Linked DNA regions of Ovis aries: region 1 is linked to region 2. The links are chromatin contacts, called in public Hi-C maps. All regions are on one chromosome and are shown on one strand. The core of a region is the stretch at or near the end of the contact, and the rest is flanking DNA. Distances in the headings are between cores, read along the strand shown. Region 1 holds the start of RBM38 (RNA binding motif protein 38). Region 2 has its middle 31 kb from the start of CTCFL.

The links. Hi-C and Micro-C count contacts between places; a contact is called where the count stands out from the background.
Region 1: a contact with region 2 is called in a Hi-C map of hypothalamus, with 5 times the contacts expected there. The contact joins the promoter of RBM38 here to the enhancer-like site in region 2. A contact is called at or near these places in 11 of 16 Hi-C or Micro-C datasets (blood, hypothalamus, liver and 6 more).

The regions. Positions count from the first base shown.
Region 1 is chr13:58,431,960-58,438,813 of ARS-UI_Ramb_v3.0, forward strand. It overlaps RBM38 (RNA binding motif protein 38), which reads right to left and starts at 3,063. Exons shown (of 4, transcript XM_060396987.1): 1 at 2,644-3,063; 2 at 1,757-1,880; 3 at 1,226-1,280. The coding sequence starts at 2,880.
Region 2 is chr13:58,347,114-58,354,026 of ARS-UI_Ramb_v3.0, forward strand. No RefSeq gene overlaps it. Among named protein-coding and RNA genes, the nearest start is that of CTCFL, 31 kb to the left of the region's middle. Within about 2 kb of position 2,573, at least 15 of the 54 cell types and tissues checked have an H3K27ac peak or open chromatin away from gene starts, as enhancers often do. A contact at or near this core is called in hypothalamus, where this site is marked.

The DNA.
Region 1 (6,854 bases), core at 1,813-4,312, 85 kb after region 2:
CGGCTGCCCTCCAGGCTTCCTCCCAGGAGGACACACAAGGCACTGGGCTCACACACAGTCTCTGACCCACAACGGGGAGGCACTGGACAGCCGCAGAGACTGCCTGTCAGGGCAAGGAGACTCGAATCATGGCCAACCTGCCCAGGCCACCAAAGCCCAGCTCCCAACCTGCTCCAAAGCCTGGTCCACAACACCCCAGTGAGCCAGGTGAGCAATCAAATCAAGTCTCTGGGGCAGATACACACACACACATACTTGTAACTTTCAACACAAAACACAGGGCCTGGAATCTGATCTCTGATAAGCTTAAGAAGTTCTACCATCCTAAAAGGGGCTGCCTGTTCTATAAATGGCCCCCCAACACAAACCCCCCATAGTAATCAGCACATTCCCCACACCAGGGCACAGCCGACATCAATCACGGGGCTGAGAAGTCGGCCAGTACGGCAGGCTCCTTTGCGCATCTGAAGTCTGTGTCCTTTCCCAAACAGCTGCCAAGCCTTATTAGATGCTTTAAAAAACAAAAGAGAAGGCCCTTTTGGGTGGAGGAGGGTGGGACACGCTACTCCAAAGCACTTAGACAAAAGGCCCACAGGCTGAGCCCACTTGGGCGGAGACATCTGGCCCTAATCCCAGCTCACCTGCTGCAGCCTCACAAACACTGGACCGGTTGGCAGTGACCTGCTGCCGCCATCTGTTGGGCACTGGAGCAGGTCAGAGAGGCGCCCTCAGAAGAGCCTGGCCCAGCTCCTGGTCGGCAAACACTTCCAGCATGCTCACCTACCTTCCTGGCCTCCACCCACAGAACTCAGAAGGGCTATCACTATCCCATTTTACAGGTGAGGAACCTGAGGCACACAACCAATAAGGGGAAGCCAGGACCTGAATTCAAGCCCTCCGGCTCCAGAGTGCATGTTCCCCGTCTCTCTTCAGTGTGGCCTTCGCCGGGGGCAGAGAAATGCAATCTGCCTTCTCTCCCAGCTGAACCCCTCCCACTCCCACAACATGATCACGCTTCTGAAAGACTGGAGCAAGTGACGGGTCTCAGATAGAGAAAGGGAGCTGCAGACAGTGCCACCAATGCAGGGGGGTCAGCGGTCCTGGGGTGAGAGGCTCCCTCAGACCGAAGGCCACCTGCACGGGGAGACCCAGGAAGCCCACAGTGCCCTGACCTAGTCTCCAAGGGCTGTGCGCCCCCCAGCCCCAGCCGACCACGTCCACTCACCCGTAAGTCCGCTGGATCAAAGTAGGGGGCACCTGCTGCACGCTGATGGCAAAGCCTAAAATGAGAGACCAGTTAGGGAGGGGCCCAGCCTCACCAAGGGAAGACCCCTACAGCCCTCCACCTCTAATCTAAAGGGGTAAACAGCTTCCTCTCCCCTCCTGGACACCTCCACCTGAACCCCAGAACTCCCAGCAAACGGGGGCCCACAGAGCTGAGGGGCAGCAGCCGCTGGGCTAGCGTCCTCCCGAGCTCCAGCTCTGGGACCCACTTCCTCCCTCCGGTGAGGACAGCTGACAAGCGGGTGACCTGCCCTCCTCGCCCTGTCCCACTGGCACATGCTGCTGGAGGAAGGGGTTCGACTTCCGAGCTGGGAGCTGGGGGATGACTGCCCTGTGACGGCTCTCTTGGAGCACATGACAGCCGACTGCTACTCCTGGAGCAGGGCAGGGTGAGGGGGGGCCGCCTCTTCCACCCCGCAGATACCAAGGCTGAATATAGCAACCAGAAGCACAGGAAAGCAGGGACTCTCACCCGTCTGGAGGCTGCGCGGCTTGGCACCCAGATAGGCCAAGTTCACGTTCGCCTTGCGACCATCGATGTTGGGGTTAGGGTCTTTGCAAGCCCTCTCTGCGGCTGCCCGGTCGGCCATGGTCACCTGGAAGAGCACAGAGGCATCAGGGGCTTCCCCAGAAGGTGGGGGAAGCAGAGAGTGGGCTCTAGAGCCCAGGCACCCCGGCATTCACTTCTCCTGACTCCAGGTGCCCGCTACCCAAGGCATCCGCCCAGCCCCCGTCCAGCCTAGGGCCCCCACCCCAAAGCTGCCCTTGGACCCCAGCTCCTCCCTCCGAGTTCAAGCGCTAAGAAACGCGGCCTTGAAGGGCAAAAACAATCCCCGGGGACGACAGCGAAACCCGAAGGGAGGGAGGGGTCCTGGCCTGGCCTACCCGGCCCGTGGGGACCACCAGTTTCCTCACGGGAGGGGTTTGGGGACACCCTAGTTAGAAAAGGAGTAAGAGAAGTGTCTTCAGGCCGACTCTTCAACCGACTCAGGTTGTTTGGGGTGTCTGGGAGTTGCTGGAAAATAAAACACGGGTTGCTCAAAGGCTCCTAGGTGCCCCAGGGTGAAGCCCTGTTCCTCGCTCGCCTGTTGCTCCAGGAAGTGCCGAAAAGTAGCCGGCTGTCCCCAAAACCTCTCCACAAACTTAGAAGAGTTCTAATTGAACAGAGCGGCTCTCCCTTTTAAAGCCGGCGTGGCGTGGGGGCAGGGAGACGGGGTCAGGACCGGCTGCAGCCCGAGAACGGTCAGCAGGTGCCGAGCCGGCGGGAGGCGCCCGGGGCTGGCGTGCGCCCGCCGCTTGACTCAGCGCCCCGGCCGCGATAAGTGCGGGGCGGGAGCGTCCGGCCGCGGGGCCACTTACGAAGCCGTATCCGCGAGACTTGCCCGTCTGGCGGTCGGTGATGACCACGGCCTCCTCGATGTCCCCGAAGCCCTCGAAGTACTTCCTGAGCGAGGCGTCGGTGGTATGGTAGGGCAGGCCGCCCACGAAAATCTTGGTGAACGTGGTGTCCTTCTGCGAGCCGTGCATGGCGCCGGGGGCGGCCGGGGGCCGCGAGAAGCCCGCGCTCGGGGCGCACGGCGCGGGCTGCAGCAGCATGGGGGGCGCCCCGCCGCCTACGGACCCGGGCCGCGTGGGGCTGCGCTCATTGAGGGCGGTGGGGGGGCGAGCGGGGCAGCAGGGGCGCCGGTCTAGCCGCCAGGCCCGTCCACGCGCGGGCCGCTCCCGCCGTGCGCGCCTCACTGCGCTGCGCTGCGCTCCAGCCGGCGTTGCGGGCACCCTGCGCCTCAGCGCCTGCCCCGCGGGCTTTGTAGTCGGCCCCGCCCTGGCCCCGCCCCCGGCCCGCCCAGGCCCCTCCCTATAAAGCCGGCCCCGCCCCCAGCCTCAGCCCCGCCCCGCCCCGGGCGCGCGAGGAGCGCCGGGAAGCGTAGTCCAGGTCCTGCCCCACCGCGTCCCACGTGCGGTGGGGAAGCACTTGGAGCAGGGCGCGCACTTGCGGAGGGGGAACATCCGGGTTTTCTAGGGCACCTGTTCCGTGCTCGCTGGGTTCCAGGCCCCTCTCCTCGTATAGATCACAATCTAGCGAACCAGATGTACACGATTCAGATCGTGTTTAGTGAGTCGGCGTTTCTCCCAGTGCTGCCTCCAGTACAACAACGTATTGAAGGTGAAATGATTTTTGTCTTTACGCGCAGGTGCTAAGTAGTTTCAGTAGTGTCCCAGTCTTTGTGACCGCCACGGACTATACCCTGCCAGGTTCCTCTGTCCTTGGAATTCTCTAGGCAAGAATACTGGAGTGGGTTGCCATGCCCTCCTCCAGGAGATCTTTTCAATCCACAGACTGTACCCTCATCTCTTATGTCTTCTGCACCGGCAGGCAGGTTCTTTACCACTAGAGCCACCTGGGAAGCCCCGTTTGTTGAGAATGTATGTGTGTATGCGTGCATGCGTGTGTGTGTGTCTGTGGTCTATATACATGAATATAATTAGTTCGAGGAATTTTAGAGTGTGGGTGTGTGATCTATATACACGAATATAATTGATTCGAGGAATATTTATTAGGGTGTGGGGGATGCAGAAATGCACAGAACACACTCTAGCCCCACCAAGCCGCTATGAACAAGACAAATAAACGGGTTCAGTTCAGTTGCTCAGTCGTGTCCGACTCTTTGCAACCCCATCGACTGCAGCATGCTGGGCTTCCCTGTCCATCACCAACTCCCAGAACTTGCTCAAACTCATGTCCATTGAGTCGGTGATGCCATCCAACCATCTCATCCTGTGTCGTCCCCTTTTCCTCCTGCCTTTGCTCTTTCCCAGCATCAGTCTTTTCCAATGAGTCAGTTCTTTGCATCAGATAGCCAAAGTACTGGAGTTTCAGCTTCAGCATCAGTCCTCCCAAGGAATATTCAGGACTGATTTCCTTCAGGCTTGACTGGTTCGATCTCCTTGCAGCCCAAGGGACTCTCAAGAGTCTTCTCCAACACCACAGTTCAAAAGCATCAATTCTTTGGCACTCAGCTTTCTTTATAGTCCCAACTCTCTCCCATCCATACGTGACTTACTGGAAAAACTATAGCTTTGACTAGACAGGCCTTTGTCAGCAAAGTAATGTCTCTGATTTTTAACTATACAATATATTACCCATTAGGAAATAAATCAGGGCACTGCCATCCAGGAATGGCCAGAGTGGTCCCTGAAGCCCCTCTGATAAAGTGACTGGGCAGGGGAAGTAATTCTGGCCTCATCAGAAGTCCATCTCGGGGCTCGGGATTCATCCCTCTGTTGGCAACATCTGGGGGGAAGCAAACAGAAAGGGCAGTGCCATTCTCTTTGTCCCTTCCCCAACCATAGGGCCCACCGCTGGGACTCTGTAGCAAGACCTGCTTCAGAATTGTCAAGGCCGCTTGTTCAAAGTTACTAGGAACTTCCTGTCTGACCAGAGCACTGAACCCAAGGCCCCAGCACCAGCATCCCCCAGCAGTGAGTCACACAGCTACGCAGAGCCAGGCCCTGAGGGTCTCAAACCCTCCGTATGTCCAGGCACCAGCATCGTGATGTCCTGTGCAGTGGACATTAAGCCATCAGCCACTGTAGCCACCTGACTACACCCTGAGGGGATTCAGGTTGGGCGGGGGGAGTGCCCCGGGGACAGGATACTGATCCTAGATGGTTAAGGTGCACATCAAAGGAATGATTTCTAGGAGCCCAGACTCTTGCATCTTTGCATGCATACAAATGTGCTAAATTCATTAACTTGTCTGGTTTTTCTTTAATTCACAAGAATCCTTTGATGTTCGACTTTGGGGTTTTTGTTACAAAAACTCCCTGTATCCTGGCCCCTCCTTTACCACTTAGCAACGCTCTCTCACACTTAGGAGCACTCCCTCTGGGCTATCCTAGAGACTGCTTCCAGGGTCTGAGTCTGCATAAAGCCCACTGAATAAAATACAATCCTCAGCTTCTAGCTGTGCACCTTTTTTTAAGTTGACACTGCTCAAAGTGGGGTTGAGGGGCACAGGAAGGCAGGCGAGGTGTTTAACTAGTCTTGCGATTATCCAGTACATTCTCTGTCAGGCTATATTTGACCCCAGGCCCAGACCAGCTGTGCCCGAAGCCCCCGACTCCTTAATCCCACTCTCCCCCAGGCACCCACTGTTCTAATCCTTGCTTCCCACAAGAGGCCCGCTTCAGGCCCCTGACGCTGGGAATGGAGCCCTGAGTCTTCACGGAGTCCCCTGGGGACACACTTTTCTGACTCCCCTTATTTCTCGTCTTGTCCTCGGTGTTTCCTCCAGCTCCCCAGGCCCACTCCTGCCTCAGGGCTGTGTCACACCACCTGCCCTTTAGCCTGCTCTTATCCCTTCATTGCACTTTTCACCTCCCCAAACCCTGGTCCCCTATTCGCGGATTTAAGTTCTCTCTCGCCCCTGCGAGGTGGGACCTTGGATGTTTTCCTCAAACTGTACGGTCTGGCAAGCAGAAGTCCCCGAGGAAAGGTTTGTTGAGTGAATGAATGCATGGTAGAAGGAAAGAGCAGAGGAGAGCTCTCCACTAGAGAAAGGACTCTCAGCGCGCCCTTGCAAAACTTTGCTAAAGTGTCATCTACACTTGATGGGCCAGGGAAGGCGGCCATCTTGCAGCCGCGCGATCTTGGACACGTTGGATGCCTTCAGCCGGCCTCAGTTTCCCCTTCCGTGATTGGGCCTCTAGGCGGCGGGAGCAGAGCGCGGGGGGCCAAGCCTACAAGTCCTACAAGTCCCAGCACCGCCCGGGCCGGTCCCGCCCCGCCCACTCCGCGCCCCTACCGACCGAGCAGCAGCGCGGGGAGGGGCGCCGCAGGGAGTGAGGCTGCGCCCTGGGCGGCCGGCGTCTGCTGAGCACGTGCTGACGCCGCGGCATCTGTAGGGTTCAGACCCCGGGTGGTCGGCCGCCCTGGGCGGGAATACGGGGTTAGAAAGGCAGAGCGCGCAGGACCCGTGCCCGACGTTTTCTGCCCGTGTCCGGCAGGATCGCTGCGAGCCCCTAGCGCTCCCGCCCTGCCCGGAAGAGGGCATGGGACATCTTTTTCTTTAAAATTCGGATGCCCAGCCATGGTTCATTCAGTTTTTATCCTCCGGTCCCTAGGTTTCTGCGTCACCAATCTCTCCGCCCGTCGAGTGGCCCCATGTCCCCACGTGTCACCCCCTTCTCCCAACACGTACTTATTAATGATCTGTTAGGTGCCGGGCAGGGTTCTAGATCCCAGGAAGACTGCAAGCAGTAAACCAATAACGTCCCCCACTTCCTCCACCCGCACACAAGTCCAAGCTTACGTTTTAGAGAGAAAGTGAATGAATGAATACTGTATTTACTTGTCGGTAAATTTTTCTAGGCAGGTGCTGGGACAAGGGCAAAGAAGAGTGACAGGTGTTCTCTAGAAGCAAGTTAGGACTCTCGGGGATTGATGAAAGCCAGAGCCATCGGCGCACAGGGCACAGGTGACGGAATGTGAAAAGTCAGAGCAGGAGGAGATCCAGGCGCCATCACTGATGCAGTAACCTCTGAGTGCTGGGCACTTGCATGTGGCTAAT
Region 2 (6,913 bases), core at 1,323-3,822:
CGGCTCAGTGGTAAAGAACCTGCCTCCTAAGGCAGGAGACACAGTAGACTTGGGTTCGATCCCTGGGTCAGGAAGATACCCTGGAGAAGGAAATGGTAGCCCGCTCCAGTATTCTTGCCTGGAGAATCCCATGGACAGAGGGGCCTGGTAGGCTACGGTTTGTGAGGTCTCAAAGAGTCAGACACAGCTGAGCGACTACACAACAAACGGCAACAGCTGCAAGAGTTGGTACCACAAGGGGGTCAACCCTGATGGAACACAAGCGGTTTGTATTGGAAAGTTCAACAGCCTTATGAGAATGGCAGGAGTTTCTTATTTCCCAGGCATTATTTCCAGGACAGTAAGTCCCCTACATACAAACCTGGGAACTTTCAAAGATGTGAACCTGCATTCACACGTCCAGTCATGTAAGTCAGCTCGCGTGTCTGGGGGTACTTTGTCATATACCCCATGTACCCTTTACAAGTGATTGGGTTTTGTGTACATTGCTGTACAGTACTGTATAGAGTACAGTAGTTTAGTATCTTTATTTCGAGTCTAGGATGTCTGCTTAGTGTTAGTCTCTCAGTCATGTCTGACTCTTTGAGACCCCATGGACTGTAGCCCGCCAGCCTCCTCTGTCCACGGAATTCTCCAGGCAAGAATACTGGAGTGGGTTCATTTTCTCCTCCAGGGGATCTTCCCAACCCAGGTCTCCTGCATTGCAGGCAGATTCTTTACCGTCTAAGCCACCAGAGAAGCCCAGGATGTCTGGAAGAAAGGGGAAAAGCAGTAGTGATGTAGCTGGTACTACTGCACTTTTCAAGGTACTGTACTGTAAGATTTAACGTGTTTTTTTTAATGTATTATTTCTGTGGTACGTATTAGAAACCTATTATAATATAGTACTATATAGCTGATTGCATTAGTTGGGTATCTAAACTAACTTTGCTGGACTTATGAACATGCTCTCAGAATAGAACTCGTTCGTCAGTAGGAGACTTACTGTATAAATGTTATGCTTTTGGCTGACCTTTGATAATCTCACTGAATAGTCCCTGGAAATGTATCCTTTACAGCAATCAGTCCTTTTAGCGGGCAGTTAAGGGCTTAACAGCATTGAACTTAAACACGTTCATTGAAAAGGCTTAGGACCTTTGGCTTCTCAAACCAACTGTTTCTACATTTCCCCATCTTTATTTGCACTTTACTTTTAGTGGAGTGTAACAGATAAAACAGATCTTAAGAGGCAACCTCGTTCCGGGTGTGACTTAAGTAGCTTTTGTATCATTTCCAAGGCATGGCTATGATTATAAGCCTTGTTTCCATAAATCATTGTCTTTTATAGTAAGCACAATTCAGGATGTCGAAAGACACATGTGCTTGTTTTTCTGAGCAGTTGCAGATTAAGTGCTGTACGGGATGCTCACCGTGCTTGCTGAGACCAAAAAATCCAGTAAAGGAAAAAAAAAAAAACAACTCTTTATTGAGCCCCAGTGGCTAGGAGCCAGTCACAGGAGACGAGATAGGGTGGCTGCAAATAGCTGTCATGGTAGAATACTGCCCTGCGTAGCAGCCAAATGGTTGAGCTGGAACGTGATGTCATTTCCTGTTAATGAAGGGTGACAGTTTGTAGACGAGTCCAGAGGTCGCTGATTAAAAGACTCATCCTCATAATTATTATAATTACATCCCAGTGCCTGAACTACCAACATCAGGAAGGTAATAACAGAAAGCAGGGCATTAGACAATGAATTGCTCTAAGTCCATCAGCTTCGGTCACTAATTCGATGGGAAAAGCTGTGTTTAATCTTTTCTGAGGGTAGTCCTTTCACTTAATGACCATCTGAAACCTAAACATGAATCTGTTTGTAGCGAGAAGCCCGTCTAGTATTTCAAAGCATGAGAACCGCTTCACCCTAAAAATGAGAGTAGCCGGTTGATGGCATTGGAATCATCAGTGAACGCTGACAAAACAATTCTAAATGGGATTCTAGGATTTTTCTACGACATAAGAGTATTTTGTCAGTTAAAGAATTTGCCTTAAGCGGAAAAAAATAAAAACCTTTCATGACACAGGCATGCCTGAGTTTGCTGCTGGTGTAGCAAGATTTAAATACAGCTGCCCCAGGCATCAAAAATCAATTTTAAATGGAATACAGGAACAGTTAGGCTTTTTCCATCCTGGCCGCCGAGTGTTGTTATCAAGCCTGTTGCCAACTCCCTAAATAAAGAAGCTAATATTTGAAAGTAGGAGTCTTTCAGAGAAGCGGAAGTTGAGTTTTATTAGCAGACATGCCCAACTTAGCAGTGAAATCTCTGGAATGATTTTAACCGGGAAGAGCCCTGGAGGCCAAAATGTCACCTGGTGTGATGGTCTCCCTAGAAGTGGCCACAGTTGCTGGCACTCTTTTTTCAACTTTGTGTGCCTGGATTTTAGGATGTAATCCAGAAGCTGTTCATAATATAGTGAACCCAATTGAATTCCCTCGGAAGCCCCAGCACAAAATGAAAGTCCTGTTTTCAGGGCTTGGGAAGAGCAGACGCGGTCACAAGCAGCAGGGGGAGCCCGGCGCCTCGGCTGGAAGAGCTGGAGGGGTGGAAAAGGGGGTGTCCTCGGGAACAGGCGGAGTGACCAGAGCTGCAGGCACACAGTGAGGACGGCTGGACGGTCCCGCCTGGACTGGAGCCTGTGTCTGCAGGCGACACCCCAGTTCTCTGGGGGTGCTTCTGCTCAGCAGGCAGCCTGTCTGTGCAGAGGGCCTGGGTCCCGCTCAGAACAGCGTCACCTGTCACTTGGGGGGGGGGTGTGCTTCTCGCTGCTCTGGTCACCTGGTCCCCCACTGGCCAGCGTGGGTCCCCTCCTCGAGTGCCACCGCACAACATACTTGTCACTTGATCCTGTCCTAGGGGCAGGAGTGGAGTCCCTGCTCCTTCAAGGCCCTCAGCCACAGAGTTCAGAAATCTCTCTGGGCACTGGGACTGTCCAGGGGCTTGCGAAAATCACAGACTCCCGGACGGGACACCCCAGCACACGAAGTGAACGGCTCTGAGTGACGCCCGAGAACTGGCATTTTCCACTGACAGTGCTGTGGCTGAGCCAGCTCGGCATCATCTGCCCTCCAGGCTGTGCTCATTCCATGCTTTCACCGATGTTGGAAAAACTGAAGATGCTTTCAGTACCAGGATCTGAGGGATTTGCTCTGTATGGTTCTACCCCCCAAAGGGCACCTCGGCAGCCCTCTGGTGACCTGGCAACGGCTTTTGCCCTCCTGGGAACGGAAGGAGACAGAGCTCTGGAAGCAACAGGTGACCTGGGTTCTGGAGTCTGCTGGGCCTCTTCCATGGTTCGGCACTGAGGTCCCACACTCAGGTGGCCTGGGACATCTGTTTTGTGGTGGCAGAGCATAAGAGGAGGGAGACAGCAATAAGATTCAGGGTCTGCCAACCGCACAGCAGTTTCTACCAGGCTGACGGTAGACATGCCATGTAGAGAATGGACATTTGAAAATGCATTGGTCCAACTGCATTTGCCCTGTGTCGGGATAATAACACAGACCCATTTCAGAATAAGAAGAGCTGGATCTTCTTAAAAATTATCCTTACCCTGTATTGCAACAGGATATATAACATCAGGATGGATGGATGGGTGGGTAGGAACAGATAGATACTTGCTCACATTCTTTTAAAATTTTGATGTTAAACAATTTCTTGAAGGGACCTCCATGGTGGTCCTGTGGTTAAGACTCTGCACTTCCACTGGAGGGACATGGGTTCTATCTCTCGTCAGGGATCTAAGATGCCACACCCTTCATGGTATGGCAAAAATAAATAAATAAGGAAAAATAAACTTAAGTATGCATCTTTTAAAAAAAAAAACAAAATTTCATGAAGAATCAGAAATTAGTCATGGAAATATGGAGCCTTCAAACATTGGCCAAATGGAAATTAGTTTACTAATCACAACTTTTTATCTACATGATATGGATAATAGAATTCTCAGTGCTATTTTCCAACACTACATTTTTTTACATATTTTTTTTATTTTTGAGGTACAACTTACAAATAGTAAAAGTTCCCCTTTTAAGTGCACAATTCTGAGTTTTGACAAGAGAATGGTCGTGTAAACACACCCCAAACCCCACAGTGCTCCTTTGTTGCTACGCTGCTCCTGGCCCACAGCAATACTAGTTTCTTTCTGCCCCGACAATCACCATTTCCAGAACGTCCTATAGATGGAATCACATGTCTCTAATCAAATACACTACATTTTTGAGTCTGGCTTCTTTCATTCAAGGTAACGACTTTGAGAGTTAGCCTTACTGTTTCCTAGATTATTTGTTAATTTATCTTTATTATGGGGTAATATTCCATTGTATGGCTATTCCAAAATTTGCTTTTCTATCCACCAGGTCAAGGACATTTGAGTTGTTCCCACTTTGGGTAGATTATGAATAAAGCTATTATAAAACATTTGTGTACAGGTTTTGTGCAAATCTGTATTCTCATTTCTCCTGAGGTGAGATCTCTGGGTCATAAGACAGATGTTTGTTTGCCTTGGTAAGAAACTACCAAACCAGTTCTCAAAGTGGACGCACCTGTATTCCCACCAGTAAGCGGTCAAGTCACCCCACATCCTGGCCATCACTTGGTATTATCGGGGTTTGTTTGGTTTTGTTTTAAGCTCTCCTAGTAGGTATAGTGTTATCTTACTGTGGTTTTGGTTTGTACTTTACTAATAACTCGTGAGTCTGAAAACCTTTCCAAAGACTTATTTGCCATCTACGTATCTTCTCTAATGAAATATCTGGTCAAATCTTTTAAGCATCTTTTCAATTAGTTTGAGAGTTTATAGATTCTGAACACAGATTCTTTATCAGATATACGCTTTGCAAGTATTTTCTCTCTGTCTTCTCTTTTCATTCTCTTAATAGTGTTTTTCAAAGAGCAGATTTTTCTTTTAATTGGATGGTGTCTAATTTATCCTTTTCTTGGGACGAATCACTCTCTTAGTGTCTTGGCTAAGACATCTTTGCATAATACAGGGTTACAAAGATTTTTTTTCCCTAAGTTCAGTTCCGAAGCTTTGTAATTTTATGCTTCGCATGGGAGTCATGGATCTATTTTGAGTCAAATTTTGTTTATGATACAAGGTGTGGATCAAGGTTTCTTTTTCCACACGTGGATGACCAATTGTTCCAGCACCATTTGTTGAAAAAACTATCCTTTGTCCATTGAATTCCCTTTGCAGCTGTGTTGCAAGTAAATTGGCCACACATGTGGGATCTATTTCTGGATTCCACTCTGTTCCACTGATCCAGGCTTTCCTCAGTACCACACTGTCTTGATTACTGTAGCTTTATAGTAAGCATCGAAATCAGAGAATGGGAGTCTTCCAAAGCTCTTCCTCTTTCCCCAAATTGTTTCGGTTATTCTAGATCTGCTGCCTCTCCATGTAAATTTACAAACCAACTTGTTGATTTGCACCAACGATGTACAAATTCCTACATTTTGTTGGACAAAACTACATTTCGGAAGGGACGATTTTACAGACTTGTTTGGGAAGAACCTATCATTTGAACAATATTGCGTCTTCTGAATCCCATGAACAGAGGAGTCTGGCAGGCTATAGTCCCCGGGGTTGCAAAGAGTCAGACACGACTGAGCCACTAAGCGAGGACGCACTGATTCATGAACACAGTCTATCGCTCCACTTGTTTAGGTTTTCAATTTCATTTATCATTGTTTTATAAATTCAGTGTACAGATCTTGCACAGATGTTGGAATTTATCCTCAGCTTTTGGTGAGATTTTTCTCTTTTTTTGGGTACTATTGTAAATCGTGCTGTTTTTAGAATTTCAACTTCCTACTGTTCATCGCTAGTACAGAGAAATACTGCTGAGTTTTATATATTGACCTTGTATCCTGCAACCTTACTAAACTCACTTATTATTCATTCTGGCAATTTGTTTGTAGATTCCTTGGTGTTTTCTAAATAGACAGTCATGCCATCTGCAAATAGAATGATTTTTTTTCCCCTCTCCGATCTAGGTTTTTATTTTCTTGCCTCATTGCACTTGTGAGGGCCTCCACTATGACAGTGAATAGGAGTGGACATCTTTGTCCAGCTCCCAGTTTAGGGGGTGAGGATCGAGCCTTTTGCCATTAACTAAGATGTTAGCTGTAGGTGTTCTGTAGATGCCATTTAATGCGGTGAGGACATTTCTTCCAAATATCAGTTTGCTGAGAATTAATCATGAATGAGTACTGAATCCTGTCAAGTGCTTTTTCTATATCAATTAAGATGATTATATGCTTTGTCTGTATCTGTCAATGTTTTAGATTACATTGGCAGATTTTCCACTGTTGAACACCCTTGCATTCCGGGATAAACTTCACTTGGTCATGATGTATTATACATTGTATATTTTGCTGGATTTGACCTGATATTTTGCTGAGGATTCTTTTATTTATGTACACTAGCAATATTGGTCTATAGTTTCCTTTTCCTCTAATTTATTTGGTATTAGTACATGCTAGCCTCAAGAAATGAGTTGGGACGTGTTCCCTCTTCTTCAATTTTCTGGAAGAATTTGTGTAGAATTAGGATTATTTCTTCCTTGAATGGTAATATTTACCAGTGAAGACATCTGGTCTGAGCTTGCTTTGTTAGAAAGTTTTGACTATGCATTCCATGTCTTTAATAGCTATGGTTAACTATTCCTTCTTGAGTGAGTTTTGGTTTTCTAGGTCTTTCAGGCTGCTGAGTCACTTCAGTCGTGTCTGACTCTGTGCGACCCCATAGACGGCAGCCCACCAGGCTCCCCCATCCCTGGGATTCTCCAGGCAAGAACACTGGAGTGGGTTGCCATCTCCTTCTCCAATGCATGAAAGTGAAAAGTGAAACTGAAGGCGCTCAGTCATGTCCGACTTT